Regions from separate parts of the Ovis aries genome. Here region 2 is linked to region 1. A link is a contact called in public Hi-C data. All regions are on one chromosome and are shown on one strand. The core of a region is the stretch at or near the end of the contact, and the rest is flanking DNA. Distances in the headings are between cores, read along the strand shown. Region 1 has its middle 110 kb from the start of CXCR4. Region 2 holds the start of CXCR4 (C-X-C motif chemokine receptor 4).

What was found. Hi-C and Micro-C count contacts between places; a contact is called where the count stands out from the background.
Region 2: a contact with region 1 is called in a Hi-C map of liver, with 1.9 times the contacts expected there. The contact joins the promoter of CXCR4 here to the enhancer-like site in region 1. A contact is called at or near these places in 3 of 16 Hi-C or Micro-C datasets (blood and liver).

What each region holds. Positions count from the first base shown.
Region 1 is chr2:174,613,189-174,617,640 of ARS-UI_Ramb_v3.0, forward strand. No RefSeq gene overlaps it. Among named protein-coding and RNA genes, the nearest start is that of CXCR4, 110 kb to the right of the region's middle. Within about 2 kb of position 2,718, at least 11 of the 54 cell types and tissues checked have an H3K27ac peak or open chromatin away from gene starts, as enhancers often do. A contact at or near this core is called in liver, where this site is marked.
Region 2 is chr2:174,725,375-174,729,662 of ARS-UI_Ramb_v3.0, forward strand. CXCR4 (C-X-C motif chemokine receptor 4) reads left to right here and starts at 2,157. Exons shown (of 2, transcript NM_001277168.1): 1 at 2,157-2,225; 2 at 4,221-4,288. The coding sequence starts at 2,211.

The DNA.
Region 1 (4,452 bases), core at 1,468-3,967:
AAGGAGCTGATGTTAGGCCCAGTCTGAGGAGGAAACAGATTCAGACAAGTTTCACATAGCAAAGAGAAATGGCAAAGCCAGAACATGAACCCAGGCCAGTCTCATTCCAGAGGCTCTACTATTAGGCTAAGCTGTATGCAAATATATTTTTGAAAGGGAAGATGTTTAAAATCATAATAATTATCATAACAATCAAAAGTGGCAGTTCATCCAGAATTTCACATCAGATTAAGAAAACTGGACTGTATTTATCCAGCAGGATGTTAATCATATTGACAGCTTCATTTTATTGAGTGCCAGGCCTGTACAAAGCACTCTTAAAAATCCATACAAAACAACTGTTTTACAGATGAAACAAGTGGGACTTTTTGTTGTTGTTGTTGTTGTTGCTTTTTGTCCATACTGAACAGCATGTGAGATCTTAGTTCCCCAACCTGGGATTGAACCCACACCCCCTTACAGCATGGAGTCCTAATCACTGGACCACCAGGTAATTCCCCCAAGTGGGATGTAAAAGGTTGGAAAAGCTAGCCTGAGGTCATTCCGTCACTAAGAACAGTTGAGTCAAGATTTGAACCGAGGGCTCCGACTCCTTGTGAACTTCACCATGCTGGTACACTATAGATTCTCAAAAGGGAGCACTCAGCAGCACATCCAGAAGACAAGACTCCTGGACTCCGAGACACAGGAGGTATTTCTCGGGGGATGTCGTCACTGACATTGGAATCAGACCTGGTCTGGGTGCAGGGTGGGAGAAGAGGCAGGGGCCACAGAGCAGGGGTCAGCCCAGGGTGAGCTGCTACCTTCCTTACAGCTGAGGAAACACCTAAGGCTGATGTCTGTCAGGGCAGCAGGAGCTGGGTGCGGAAGGGCACCCTCCTACATGGAGGCAGGAATCAAGGGGCCTCTAGGACAATCTCCAGCTCTGCCCCAGCCATCTGCCTGCCCTCTTCTCACGGCCTTGATAACTTGGGGATGGTCTCATCTGCTTTGGACGTTACCCCAGCAACTTCAATCACATCTGACTCTTTGGTCTGTCTGGGTGAGAGTCTGCTTTTTATTGTGTGGTTTTGTTTCTTTTGTCAACTAAAAATGAAAGGCCAGTGTTCCCGACCCCCGTCGGCCTTGGAAGCTGACTGACACTGGCTGGGTCCCTTCCTTTCCCCTCTGAACCCTCCTATCCACTGGTGATGCCCGTCTTCCTGACCTCACGGGGTGACAGCAGAGAAGAAATGAGGTCATTTAGAAGACTGCACAGAAACAAGGGGGTTTTTTGGTTTGGGATTTTACTGGCTTTTTTTTCTCGTTTTAAATCATGACAGCCTATTGCCCTCTCTTTCCCTGGACTCAGGGGAGCACTTGATTCTGACTGAGGAATATCAAGGACTGCGTTGTTGAGCGAGCCCATCCCACACACACAGAATTACACAACTGGCCAGGCTTCCAAAGCCCTCCCCCATCATCACCCAGAGAAGAGGCAGGGAAGGGAGGACCCAGACAGGAGGGGATTTCCTCACTCTTGTGCCAGTGTTGGCTCAGATGCAAGAGGCCCAAACGTTTCCCAGCCCTGGGGTCCCTTGGCCTGAGGAAAGGTGGCTGAGAAAGATTTGGTCTCTGCCCCTCCTGCCCCGGGAAGCAGAGCCATCCAGGCCCTTCCTCTGAAGATGGAGCCTTTTTGAGTCGAACTGCAGCCTCAGAAGACCCCAGTGGACCTGCCCACAATGACTTTCCGACCCTTCACAACTGCCCTGTGCCACCATTCCCTGGTTCAGTGAAGGCTGCGCAGAGAAAGAGCAGAACGTCACGTATCCAGGGAGGGTTTCGATGTTATGGATTCCCCAGGCCCATCTCTCCCGCTCCCTACCCTGCCAGCCCCCCTTCCTCCCCCTCACCACCCCCCCAAGTCCCCCCCGCCCAAAGCTGCCATTGCCTTTATGGCAGAATAAATCTCCTCTCTCCCCATTATCTTAAATTCCCTGAACCCATCTGCCTTAACCAAAAAAGAAATAAGGTAAGTCTGGTACAGCTCAGGCCAGCAAAGCTCCTCTCCCCAGAGGGTCAGGAAGCTGTGTAAGTGATATATCATAAATATTCTATTCCTCGATATAAATGTCTTGGGGCTTTTATCCGCTTCCTCCCAAGTCAGGCCATTCCATGGAAAGAAAGTTTAAATGAAGTGAACCTTTTTAAGGAGCTTAAAATGTTCTCTTTCTTTGGAGAAAATAAGTAAATCTGCATTTAGTAGCTTTTTTTTTTTCCTTTGCGGGCCTGAAGTAGAAGCATTTTAACGGAACTGAACGCTTTGAAGAGGAGAGGAAACGGGAGACCAGTGAACCCCAGACTGGGAAAACAGGTGGGGGGAGGCAGCAGGAGGATAGCTAAGCCTGTCACCCCTGAAGCAGCCCCGTTCTGAGAGCAAGACCCCTGGCGCTTATTTAGGGAAAGAGAGCAGCTACTGAAGCGGTGGGGGTGGGGAAGATCAGCCCACCACGAGCACAACCACACAGTGAGAGAAAGTCCCAAAGTCTGAAAAACAAAAACACAAATAAGGAAGTATCTGAAGCTGAGAAAACCAGCGGACACCTGACAGCTTTCCTTACGTAAATCTCAGTTAGGATACCAAAACAAGTGACTAAAGCCAGCATCACTGATGAAGAAGTTGAACCCTGGTTTCTACAGTCGGATGACTAGAGTCAGAGGCTCTTAAAAACAGGAAGCGCCAGATGTAATATCAAATGACCCAGACAGTGAAAAGCGAGGCAGAACACTTAAATTGGAAGACAGGAAGTCACAGTCACGCCACAAACAATACAGATATTTGTCTGAGATATGTTTGGCCTGGTGCCCTGTCACGGACAGAAAATAGAAAAATGCAGCCAAGTTGAGCGTACTTATCAGAGGTGAGACCGAAAGAAATGGCCACCCTGACATCCTCTCGGGCAAAACCTCATCTCTGCAGTTGAGTAAAACTCCAGAAGTTATACTTCTGGGTTTAAAGTGCAACTTACAGGCCTAGGGCCAGATACCATTATTAAGCCCTGGGACTTAGCTCCCAAAATAAAACTCTTAGCCTCTCTGAGACTCCTTCACTGCTCAAGGTAAGAGTAGGGGGCAACCATCATTTCTGGCAGCTGTCATTCCTCCTCCGTGTAACAATAGCAAGTTCACTTTTGCCCCCTCTCGCCCAGTCTTAATCTTCCTTCAGCTAGCTCGAGTGAAGCCCCATTCCTCCGGGAGCTGCTGGGCTTTGGGATAGCCCCTCAGTGCAAACTGCATTGCCAATCCCTGTCCACACTGACCCTCTTTGAGCCCATGAACATGAGCCCTGGAATTCTGAAGGAACTCCTGGAAAATAGAAGCTCTTTATCAAGTAGAATTACTAATCTGATAGCACAAAATTTTATTGTTGCCAGAAGCCACTATATGGCTAGAGTCTGCTGAAGAATCAAATCCAACACAGAGGAAACCAGTGCATAATTAAGAAGAAAAAAAACAAGACTTCGTAGTATAATTATGAACTCCTGGATCCATCCTTACTTGAAGTTAGATCAGGCTCTTGGATTTTTCAGCTGTGAGAAATGAGATCTGATTTCAGGAGCAGAGATCTGTCACTTGCAGCTGAAGGGTCCTAATACAGTGAGCAAAGAGATTAGTCTCTGGTCTCTGTGAGATATTCAGAGGCACCTTCTCTCTTCTGCTAGTTCTTGGCAATAGTGGTCTGCAACCATACTGGCTATGAGACCTTAGCCAAGGTTCTTTGTCTCTGAGTCTTTCCTCCTCTGAAATGAGGGAGCTGAACAAAGAGAATTCTAGGGTTCAGACAAGGGCTGAAACTGTGATTTCAGAACTTTGTAATATTCTCTGAAATGTTTCAGATCCCTAAAAGCACTACCCAGGATACAATTGACTTTCCAATTCAGCAGATGATTTCTACATCTTTTCTGCATAGCCCAGAGGGTCAACATTTGTGTGGGGATTTTTCAGTGTTGCAGAATAGAGAAAAATGTAGGTTCTCTGGAAAATCTTGGTTCAGGCAAGTTCTGCAACTGAATGTTCCCTTTGACTCTCTTCTCTATGTCTGGGTAGCCAGGAGCCACAGGTATTAGAAATGGGAAAGGTATTAGAGATGGGAAAGTACCACCCTTCCCTGTCACCCAAGATTGCTATGATCCCTGGGTATGTGGCAGGCTGCTTGTATACCAGAGATATGTGAAAGCACATTCATCAGGAAAATATAAGCCTATAACTTTAAGTATACAACTTTTGGATGATCTAGAATGTGACCTACATCAGTCAAGATTATTTAGACTGTAAGTTACAGAGAGACCATTTCAAAATGGATCAAACAAACAGAAAAGATAACTTATTTGGCTCCTGTATAAAATGAAAAAAAAAATCATGTCTTCAGGAACAGCTGGATCCAGGTGCTCAGTTGCTACCTTCAGGAATATG
Region 2 (4,288 bases), core at 907-3,406, 110 kb after region 1:
CTCAGATAAAGGATAGGAGCTTTCTTTTGTCTGCAGACAATCAACAAATATTTAATGTGCAAATCATTTTACTCTGGATTTATCCTCTCTCCTCTTTTTGAGTGGGTTTGGGAGATTCTGCTTTTCAGGTTTTAGCCATTGTGAAGATAAGAGTCTGAGGTACAATGCAGCTGACATTCTGGGTCAAAACACTGATTCTGCCACTACCAAGCTTCTTGAAAATCAAGCCATGGAACCTGTCTGAAATTCCAGCCCTTCAGCAGATAGAATGCCTCTCCTACCTAGCTTATGAAAATGTGAAGGTACTGATGTTTTATTAATGATTTTAAGTGCTTTTAAGGCTTTTTTTAAAACCTGCATAATATTATGATTGACTGTATCCAATCATTATTGCGACCTAAATTGACAATTTGTGAGTTTGAGTGAACTCTGGGAGTTGGTGATGGACAGGGAGGTCTGGCGTGCTGCAATTCATGGGGTCGCAAAGAGTCGGACACGACTGAGTGACTGAACTGACTGAACTGAACTGAGAAACTCCAATATCAGCTTTCAGTGGATGAGGACCTTCACTGGCAAATATTAGGAAATGGGTCCAGAAAAAAGATAAAAATTATGCTCTGCGAAGAAATGATTCCCAGTCTACACATTGTCTCGGGAATATCTCCAGATTGCAAGATTTTCTCTGGAAGAAAAGAAAGTGGTGCTTAGGGTCTAGTCTGGGCAAGCCTTTTTCTGGCGACGGTCCCAGGGTGGGAGGTGTCTGAGGCCCTCCTGGTAACGCAACCACTGCTCGCCAGTCGCCGCAGAAACTCACACCTCGGTCCCCGCTGTCACTCACTCCTGCAGTCACCCTCGCTTGCCTCACTATTTATCGGCCCCGCCCCTCACTTGGTCCCCGCCCCATCCAGGCTCTGCGTGCGGGCGGGAGGGAAGTGGCGCGAGACTCGAAAGCACTGTCTGAGCGACCACTGCAAACCCCAGCCGTCTGAGATACCTTTAAGCGTCCAGCCCCCACCCTTATTCCACCCTGCCCAGCTCTCCAACCGAATTTCTTACTGTTGCCAACGCTTGTTCTCCACATTAGGTTGGACAGCGGATGTGAGGCCAGTAGATCTGGGTTTGAGTCAGGCTTGTCATCTCCGGGCAACCCTGGAATTGCATGTCTGCGGATCTGTTTCTTGTTTCCTCCGCATGGGGGCCTTGTCAGGTTCACCGCTGTTTCCCCAGCTCCTAGAACAGTGCGTGGCATGCAGTCAGCCCTCACTAAATTATCTGTTGACTAAATGCATCTCTGTAATGATAACACCTACAGGGTGTTGTGAGAATGAATGAATCTGTGCAGCTACCTGGTGACATGTTAGGGAAGTACTCTTCGCTGAGTATCTCTTATAACACAGCACAACTTTTTCAAAAGCACTATTCACGAACTGGTTACCCGGGAACACACATCTACTTCTCTATCACTATCTCCCTCCAGAATTATGCCAAATCATCCGACCTTCGTCTGAAAATGTTTTCTGATTGTCGACACTTGACTCTAGCACTATTACGGTGGATGTGCATGTCTAGTTATATATAGTTGTGCTCTGAAGAAAGAATCTTTACTTGTTTCATTTTCTGAATGAACTGCATCTGCTCAAAGAGCAGGGAATGGACTCAAGATATTGGACCCACTGCTAGCATTGCCGCCTGCTGGTCGGGTTTCTCCGGCAAGTCACTTCCCCTCTCTGGACCTCAGTGTCTACATCTGTAGCTTTCCCGGGTCAGCAATACCACCCACGTGAGCAAGGACAGAACAGGGCGCGTCAATCGCCCGCGCTTTCCACCTCCTCCAAGCGCATCCTGCTTTCCCAACTTGGGACACGCCTCCAGGATGAGCTTCCCAGCTTAAGACTCACGAGGTGACCTCGAGGTAGAGCTAAAGGTAGCCGCTGAGGGCCTCCCAGGCTTACGCTGCCCGAGGGCCTACCCCTCCGCCCCTCCCTCGCGTCCCCCGCCCCCGCGTCTGCCCCTCTCCTGCACCCCGCCTTTCTCCCCGCCCTGCCCTCCCGCCCACCGGCGCGGCGCATGCGCCGCCCGCGGAGCGTGTTTTTATAAAAGTCCAGCTTCGGCCAGAAACTTCAGTGTGTTGGCTGTGGCAGCAGGTAGCAAAGTGACCCTGAGGACTTGAGTAGCCGGTAGCCCCCGCGGCTGGAGAGCAAGCGGTTACCATGGAAGGGATCCGTGTAAGTCCAGTTTCAACCTGTTTTTTCTTAAACGTGCAAACACCTGAATTTACAGCGCAACCGCTCTCTGAGTGGGCCGGAGCAACCAGACTATTGCAGGTGCCAGTGCCCGGAGAAAGGGTGTAGAAAGGAGATTTCGTGCGCTTGGCTACAGGAGGGGTGAGGCATGCTGGACTGAAATCTTTTTTAAGTAGAAGGAGAAAAGACTGGGACGACCGTTTCAATGGTTGCATGTATCTCCCCCTGAGTTCTGCGGCGCGCGCCGGTTTTGCACGCTGTTTGCAAACAGAAGAACACTGTGGAAAAGTGCAGAGATGTGTGCTCTGTCAGAGACCGTGGGTCTCTTCCTCGAGGGAGCGGGGGTTTCTTTTGGAGCAGATAACACGATCTGAATTTGGAGGTGGAGGGCGGTACTCCCGGGCAGAGTTACCAGAGGCGTTGGGCGCGTGTTCACTAAACTCCGCTACCCGCGGAGTTGTGCCAATGGCTGGGCACTTGTCGCTCAGTTGAGCTGTCTGCGCGTTGGTCGCAGCAGGGAGGTACTGGGAACAGCCCTCGCGCCTTGGGATCGAGGGAGAGACTTCGCGGGCGTCGCCAGCGCCGCGAGTGGGCTCCTGGGTTCTGGAATTTGGGGGTCGTGCAGAAGTTAAAGGAGTATAAATGGTCACAGTGCAGCAGCACCCCGAGTGTGCGCGGCGGGGACTGGGGGTGGAATGAGGGGCTGGAAGGGCACCTGGGCCGCCGGTGGTTGCGGTGCAGACAGGCAGGTGCAAGTGGAAGACGGTTTGCCTCTCACCGCGCCCAGTAGCGCCATTCAACCGTCGGTGGTTTCCTGGAACCTTTTGAAAACCCCTTACTAGGGAGGCTTTTCGTTTCCCCCAGCGGCGGGCGATTCAAAGGCTCCCGCGGCGGAGACGCCCAACCTCTCCCCAGCACCCAGTAGTACTTGCCCCTGGCGTGCGGCGGGGCCAAACCGCCGCAACCGCACTGGGCGGGCGGCAGGCGTGGGCTTGGTGGACAGCCGGGAGTGACGGAGCTGGACCACCCTGTCCCCAGCGTGCCCTCCGCCCGGAGGCTTCCCACTACAGACCTCCCACCTTTTACTGCATCATTGGCGGCATGGGAAGCGACTTGGGAGAGTGAGGAAATGAAACTTGGGGCGAGGACCACGGGTGTAGACCCCGTGACTTTCCCCTCCCATTAAAATTCTGTGCTCGCTAACGTCCCAAACGCGCCAAGTGATAAACAGGGGTTTGGCAAAGAAACAAACGGCCCTGAAGAGCGCCCATGAGCGGGCGTCGGGGCGGTTACCCACTCTGACAATCCTGCCCCCAAGCACCAAAGCCCTTCATTCAAGGCCGCATTCTCCTTCCTCACTACGTGTTGCTTGAAGTGCAGAATGATAAGTGTTTAGACAGTCGTGGAGAAAACAGTGTTTCATGCCTTGGAATAAGAATCTTTGGGACACTCCGCCCTTTCACACACACACACACCCCAGTGCTTCTTGCTCCCGGCTTCCCTATCCTGGCGAATCTTCGTTGAGAAAGTTAATCCCAGCCCCTCAGAACACGAGATTCTTCCCCCACTCCCACCCACGCTCCCACGCCGCCTTTGTGTTGTGTTTTGGTTTTTTGCCCCGGAGGTTTTTTCTTCTCTCCAGTGGGCGGGGCAAAAGAGTTAGCGAGGATGTAACTTAGGAAACCGAAGACTCTCATCGCCGTTTTGTTTTAAACAAAGAGTTTTGTAATTGGTTCTCCTAAAGAGGGATGTAATGAAGTGACTTGTGGGGGAAGATGGGAGGAGATCCGCAGGAGTCTAGAATTCCCTTATCCTTTTTACCCTGGTACTTTAGTGGGAGCAGAATTTCCTGAAGAAAGCTGGACTGAGTTGGTTTTTACAAATTGCTTTTTTTTTAATACCAGAAACATTGTTTTGAACTCGGAGAATACCTGCTGAACTTGAAAGTGAATGTCTGTTCCCTTGCCTGTTTTTCAGATATTCACTTCCGATAATTACACTGAGGATGACTTGGGCTCAGGTGACTATGATTCCATGAAGGAACC